Regions from separate parts of the Mus musculus genome. Here region 1 is linked to region 2. Evidence: chromatin contacts called from public HiChIP or PLAC-seq data. All regions are on one chromosome and are shown on one strand. Each heading gives the region's core, a stretch centred on a gene start, on an enhancer-like site or on the middle of the called end of the contact. The rest is flanking DNA. Distances are from core to core; before and after follow the strand shown. Region 1 overlaps Ttll11 (tubulin tyrosine ligase-like family, member 11). Region 2 holds the start of Dab2ip (disabled 2 interacting protein).

Region 1 (2,700 bases), core at 18-2,517, 220 kb after region 2:
CCACACACTTTTACGTTAGCTGACATACACTAAATCGACAACTAATTTACACAGAACATCCACGCTCTAGGACCAGACAGCCCTAGTTGGTGGCAGCCATGGTAACCAGCAGCTACAGCTCTTTGCAAGCACAGGGTAGCACTGGCCCCAGCAGCTTTGGAGACACCCACCCACCTTCTTGATTCAGTAATCCCATGGCTCTGCTCTACTTAGAGAAGAGCGTAATTGAGCCCTTCAAAGGCATCTAACAATGGGGATAAATTACTGTTTGACAGAGCCTGCGGATGCTTTCCGGTTACTGACGCTGAGGCGTACGGTAGAGCGATGTGGGATGACATTTGCGCCGTGAAGCCTTCGAAGGCCAGCAGAATTACAATAGCCTGTGCACTGGGAGAGAGGGCTGAAGCCCCATTTACAGGTGGGAAAGGTGGACATTAGCAGAAACCTCTTATATTTTCTAAAATTTGTTTTTTTGGTTTTTTTTTTTTTTTTTTTTTTTTTTTTTAGCATTACATCATAAATAAAGCAGAACAAACTACTCTTCCAATTTATTCCCAAACTACAAAAGGAATCTTCCCCCAACAGGTGAAGTCAGAGTTCTCTAAGATGTGCTCAGGCTTGGGATATTACCCAGCTGGGAGGACGCTGGCTTAACGTGCGTGAAGCCCTGGGTTCTAGTCTCAGCGCCATATAAATCAGGTACGGTGATACACATGTGTAATCCCAGCCCTCAGGAAGTAGAGGCAGAAGGATCAGAAATCCAAGGTTTTCTTCAGCTATGTAACAAGATCAAAACTGGCTTGGTCTACATGAGCCTCCATCTTAAACAAACAAACAAACAAACAAACAAACAAACAAACAAAAAACCCTCTAACTGGGCATTGTTGTTCCAGGTGCATTTTGATGGCCCCAAAGGTGCGAGGTATCACATGCTTCATGTCATAGGTGTAGAAACTGAGGTTTTATCAAAATACAGCTTCAGTCTGCTCCTAAGGTTTCACGGGGTCACCCAGGTCCCAAGCATACTTCCGAGCTTCCTGACCCGATGCTATGCCACCTCTCTGGTCTCTCAGAGAAATGCTTGAGCTTTCATTCAAAAGACTGACATTCAGTTTGTTGCTAGTGAAGGTACTGGCTCGCCGCACAGTTTGTACACAGCAGCTAAAGTCACCCTCCCGCTCTCCCTCGCCCCCAGACTTAGGCACTTAAGTACACCGTGGTAACAGGCAAGGTCATGTTTCTTTTCCACCCCAAGGCCACGTTGCCCTGCAAAGTGATTGGGTGAGTGCAGCTGGGCTGTGCCTCCGGATCTGGAGGCCTACTTGTCTACTGCTAGCCACGTGATGGCTGCTTTGCTTTTATTACAATGCAAGTGAAGATTTAGGAGATGCTAAGAGGGAGCCTCGTGGTAGAAAACAGAGAGCCCTCTGCAGAGTCGCCAGGGTGAAAGGGGCAGGTGAGAGTTCCGAGGCTGGAAATGAAGCAGAGGCAGGCAGGCAGGGGTGGAAAAGCTCTTGTGGAGCCCTGGTGACAAATGGGGAGGTCAGAGGGAAACTGGGCACTTCCAGAGAGAGGAGAGAAAAACCAGAGCCAGGCAATTTCCTGCAGAAACACCTGTGGGGATGATCGTTTGATTGTTTGGGGTTTTTCCCTTCTTTTTTTAAACCTGAGGAAAACTGTTGAGTCAGCTATTTTTATCATCCAAGATTTATTCCAGAGATTTCCTCCGGCTTGTGAGAGACATCTTATGTCCCTGTCACAGCCAATTGTCATAAGGGAATGAAAGCTCCCCAAAGTGTCCACAAGCAGGTTAGGGTACAGGGGGGTTCTATGTGGTGAATTGCAAAAATATTGATTTTTTTTTTTTGTTTCTTCACAGTTTGAATCTGACTGTATGGCCTTATGGGAATTTTCTCTCATGGCCGTGAAGCTCCAGGAGGGGAGGGCCAGGATGCCTGCCTTACTCTTCATTTCTCTCTGAATGGCTCTTTTTATAGACCTCTAATACTGCCAGCAGGATCTCAGGACACTTTTCCTCTGGGCCGTTTCTGACAGGAAGTCTGAGGTGCATGACAAATGGAAGGAGAGTGTGTCCCCCACCCAGTGCTGAAGTTAAGGACTGGGGTACTAATACCCCAGCAAAGGTGACTGACAACGCTGTTCCATGGGCACTACCACACCTCAGAGCCTACAAATGACCTCAGGCTAGATGACCGAGTCCTCTGCTTGCCCGACCACTGTGGCTTGGCAGTCTTCAGGCTGTGCTTAGCCACATACCCTCCCCCACCCCCTGTTCTCTAGATCCATCAGGCCTGTGGGTAATTTCTGACCTTTCTCCTGCTGTCTCCTGCTCTGGGTAATATGCCCTATCTTCTCTTTCTCTTACACATACCTAGTTATCAAATATATGGGTCTCTTCTTCAGGGCAACCCTCAGACACTCCGAGGTTTCCTTCCCAGGTTCCCCATGACAGGCCTCCATGTCAACTCTTAATCACTTTGCTTGTAGCCAGAACTCAACCTTTGAATCTTGCTGTTCACAGAGCCTAATCCAGAGCCTGGACGGGATCGTGGTATGGATGGACAGATGGACAGACAGACAGACAGATGGACAGATGGCCCCATTGTCCTACTCCCACGTAGCTCTTTGATCAAGAGCAGCAATGGGGATGAGGGGGAGAGCCTTAATCTCAGGATGAAA
Region 2 (2,753 bases), core at 202-2,701:
GCTAGGTTTGGAGACCTGCCCTCCCCCCTTACCCTCCAAAGTCCCAGGATGGCGCCTGGCCTCCAGCTGTGATCCAGCACCCCCATCCTCTCCACTGACCTGGAGGCCCTCCCTCCTAGACTGAGGAGCCAGGAAGGGGGCTTCCCCTGTGAGGAGAAAAACCTGGCCTGGATTGTTACCTAGGCTACCCTACCCCACTCGAGATTGCCGTAAGTTCCTCCAGTGTCTAGCCTGTCCCATTTCCCATAAGAGTTCATGCAACAACCGTTGGCCAAGACCATATGCCCTTGTACTTTTTGTGTGATCGAGGCAAGTCTCTCTCTCTCTCTCTCTCTCTCTCTCTCTCTCTCTCTCTCACACACACACACACACACACACTTGAGCACACATCTTTTAGGGCCTCAGTTTCCCCATCTGACTTGAACTGGTAGGTGGTGTGGTCTGAATGTTGCTTTGGGGAGAGGGGAGAGAAATGGAGGTTACCTAGGACCAGGAGGGTAGACCTAAGAGGAGGGGAAAAGGAGGCAGGCAGATTGCTGGCCATTTTAAGAGAAGGACAGAGATGAGAGCCAGCAGCAAGTAGGGTTGAGGGGGGGATGGGTGGTTGGCGTGAGGCTGCCAGTGATTTGATTTTTGCAAGATTTCTGTTGCTTCAAATACCAAAGAGAGATGGTTGGGTTTGTAGCTATTATGATCGGGGGAGCCATGGAAGTTTCTGGAACTGCAGAATGACTTGGAGAAAGTCTTTCAGCTTGTGGTAGTAGAGGCAGGTGGTCATTCCTTTCCCAAGCCTCAGTTTCTACTCCCACTGTAGGGTAGAGATCTTACTACCTTCAGAAACTCACTAATGCTACTAAAAATGTCAGAGGGGAGGGAAAATTCAGGCACCTCTGGTGGTTTATGTGGGGGATGGGGCAAAGTGGCTTAGCAAAGCCCTCTGGTTGCACAGGTGTGCCTTGTATTCTATGTGCGCTTGAAATGCACACAATAATTTTAATGGTATGAAAGTCATATTTTTATCAGATGGAGACTGCCTTCTGTAAAGAGTAGCTAAGTATCTTAGGCAACAGAGACAGGCAGAACTCCGACCTGACTGAGGGGTAGGTGCAAAGCTTTGTGGGGCGCTCTGGTCTGGCCATGTTTCAGTCCAGTCACCCCCTTCCTCAGACTCTAATTTCAGGTGCCTAGCCTTGGTGTGTATGCATATATACATGCACCACTGCACCTGTGGCGGGATAGGGTGCTCCAGGCACCCCAAGTTGGATATGGAGTTTAGACATGGCTGTTGGGTATATGCTGTTATTGGGGTTCTTCGGACGGGACAGGGGCACTCTCGGGCCGCGTCGCCCGGACGACTCCAGGCCAGGATTTTGCCCGCACTGACTTTCCGGGCGGGTGCCAGCCCAGCCTCCCGGTCCCGGGCCCCCGCCGAGGGGCCGGCTGCTCAGGGCGGGGCGGGGGAGGCGGCGGAGGAGGAGGAGTTGGAGCTACTTTGTAGGGCAGCCTTGGTCTTGCCTGCTGCTGCACCAGAGCGCGGGAGAGAGTGCGGGGCGCCCGCCGGGCGGTCCGGAGCGGCCGATGGGGCCCGTGTGAGCGCCCAGGCCTGGCCCGGTGCCCGGCGGGCGGCAGCATGTCCGCCGGCGGCAACGCCAGGAAGAGCACCGGGAGGCCATCCTACTACTACCGGCTGCTGCGGCGGCCCCGGCTGCAGCGACAGAGGAGCCGCTCCCGCAGCCGGACCCGGCCAGCCAGGGGTAGGCGCCACCCTGACCCCAGACCCTTAGTCCCTCGCAACCCCGCACCACCAACGGATGCTTTTGAGGCTCCTGTGTCAATGGGTGATGGCTCCTTATCTGGAGCTACCGTGACTGTCCCATCCCCATTGCCCCAGCTTCTGTAGGGTCCTTCCTCTTGGGGGAAAGCGGGGTCCCTAATGTTTCCCATTATATCAGGACCAAAGAGAAAGGGGTCGGTCTGATATGCAGTTCCTCCGTACTTCTGAGTTCCGAATCCCATTCCACTGTGCATCAGTTTACTCAGCGCGCAGGCCGTAGTAAAGTAGTCGAAGTGGATCCTGACTTGCCTCCACTGTCTGCTACTCAAGCTTAGCGTGCTTCCAGTCCTGTCTTGCTTCCTCATCTTTTGGATGGAGAGCTGAGTGGGCTTCCTGTGGGGAGAGCCAGGTTTGTAGGGGCCTGGAGCCACTCTGAGTGGTCCTTGGAAGGGTACTTCTTTCAAAATGGGGAGGGAGAAATGCAAGCCTTTCTTCGAGCCAGTAATAAGATCTTCAGCTAGAGAGGCCCTAACGTTTCATGCTGACTTGTGCTGGGCTGGTAAGTAAGTAGGGTCAGGGGCTCCACACAGAGACTCTGCCAGGCCTGGGTTGTGTAAGGCCATAATGCTTCGGTGGCTTAGGCCCACTGAAGGTGTCTGTGATGCAGAAGCTGCCTTAGTTTACATCCTAAGGTTATCTGGGGCATGGGAAGCCTGGCCCCGGCCCAGCCTCACCACAGGCAGAATGTGCCAAGCCTGCCTGGAGAGGTGTGAGAGTGGCCCCTTGTTTATTTTTTAGGTTTGGGTCAGTGAAGCAGGCAGGCTTTAGTTTACTTCCCCCCAGAATGGAGAAGACGTTCCGGCCCCAGCGGTAGAGCCAAGTAACAATGTACAGGGTTTATTTAGGAAGTACTGAGTTCCCTGTGCACAGAGTTCAAGTTTAAGCTGTCTGACTCTGCCCACAGGTTTGTAAACTTAGT

Evidence for each region. HiChIP or PLAC-seq counts read pairs in DNA pulled down with a chosen protein or histone mark.
Region 1: an H3K4me3 HiChIP or PLAC-seq map of embryonic limb bud shows a contact between it and region 2, with 2.9 times the contacts expected there. The contact joins the enhancer-like site here to the promoter of Dab2ip in region 2. A contact is called at or near these places in 2 of 484 Hi-C or Micro-C datasets (bone marrow-derived macrophages and embryonic stem cells), 10 of 115 datasets of contacts at active chromatin or transcription factors (astrocytes, bone marrow-derived macrophages, craniofacial prominence and 4 more) and 2 of 9 other capture datasets (adipose tissue and macrophages).

Annotation. Positions count from the first base shown.
Region 1 is chr2:35,842,809-35,845,508 of GRCm38.p6, forward strand. All of the region lies in intron 6 of Ttll11 (tubulin tyrosine ligase-like family, member 11), which reads right to left. It overlaps Gm10829 (a long non-coding RNA gene), which reads left to right. Exons shown (of 4, transcript XR_003953791.1): 2 at 276-418; 3 at 586-1,456; 4 at 1,880-2,700. Among named protein-coding and RNA genes, the nearest start is that of Gm10829, 2.7 kb to the left of the region's middle. Within about 2 kb of position 1,268, at least 18 of the 459 cell types and tissues checked have an H3K27ac peak or open chromatin away from gene starts, as enhancers often do. A contact at or near this core is called in craniofacial prominence and embryonic limb bud, where this site is marked.
Region 2 is chr2:35,620,530-35,623,282 of GRCm38.p6, forward strand. Dab2ip (disabled 2 interacting protein) reads left to right here and starts at 1,452. Exons shown (of 16, transcript NM_001114124.2): 1 at 1,452-1,754. The coding sequence starts at 1,631.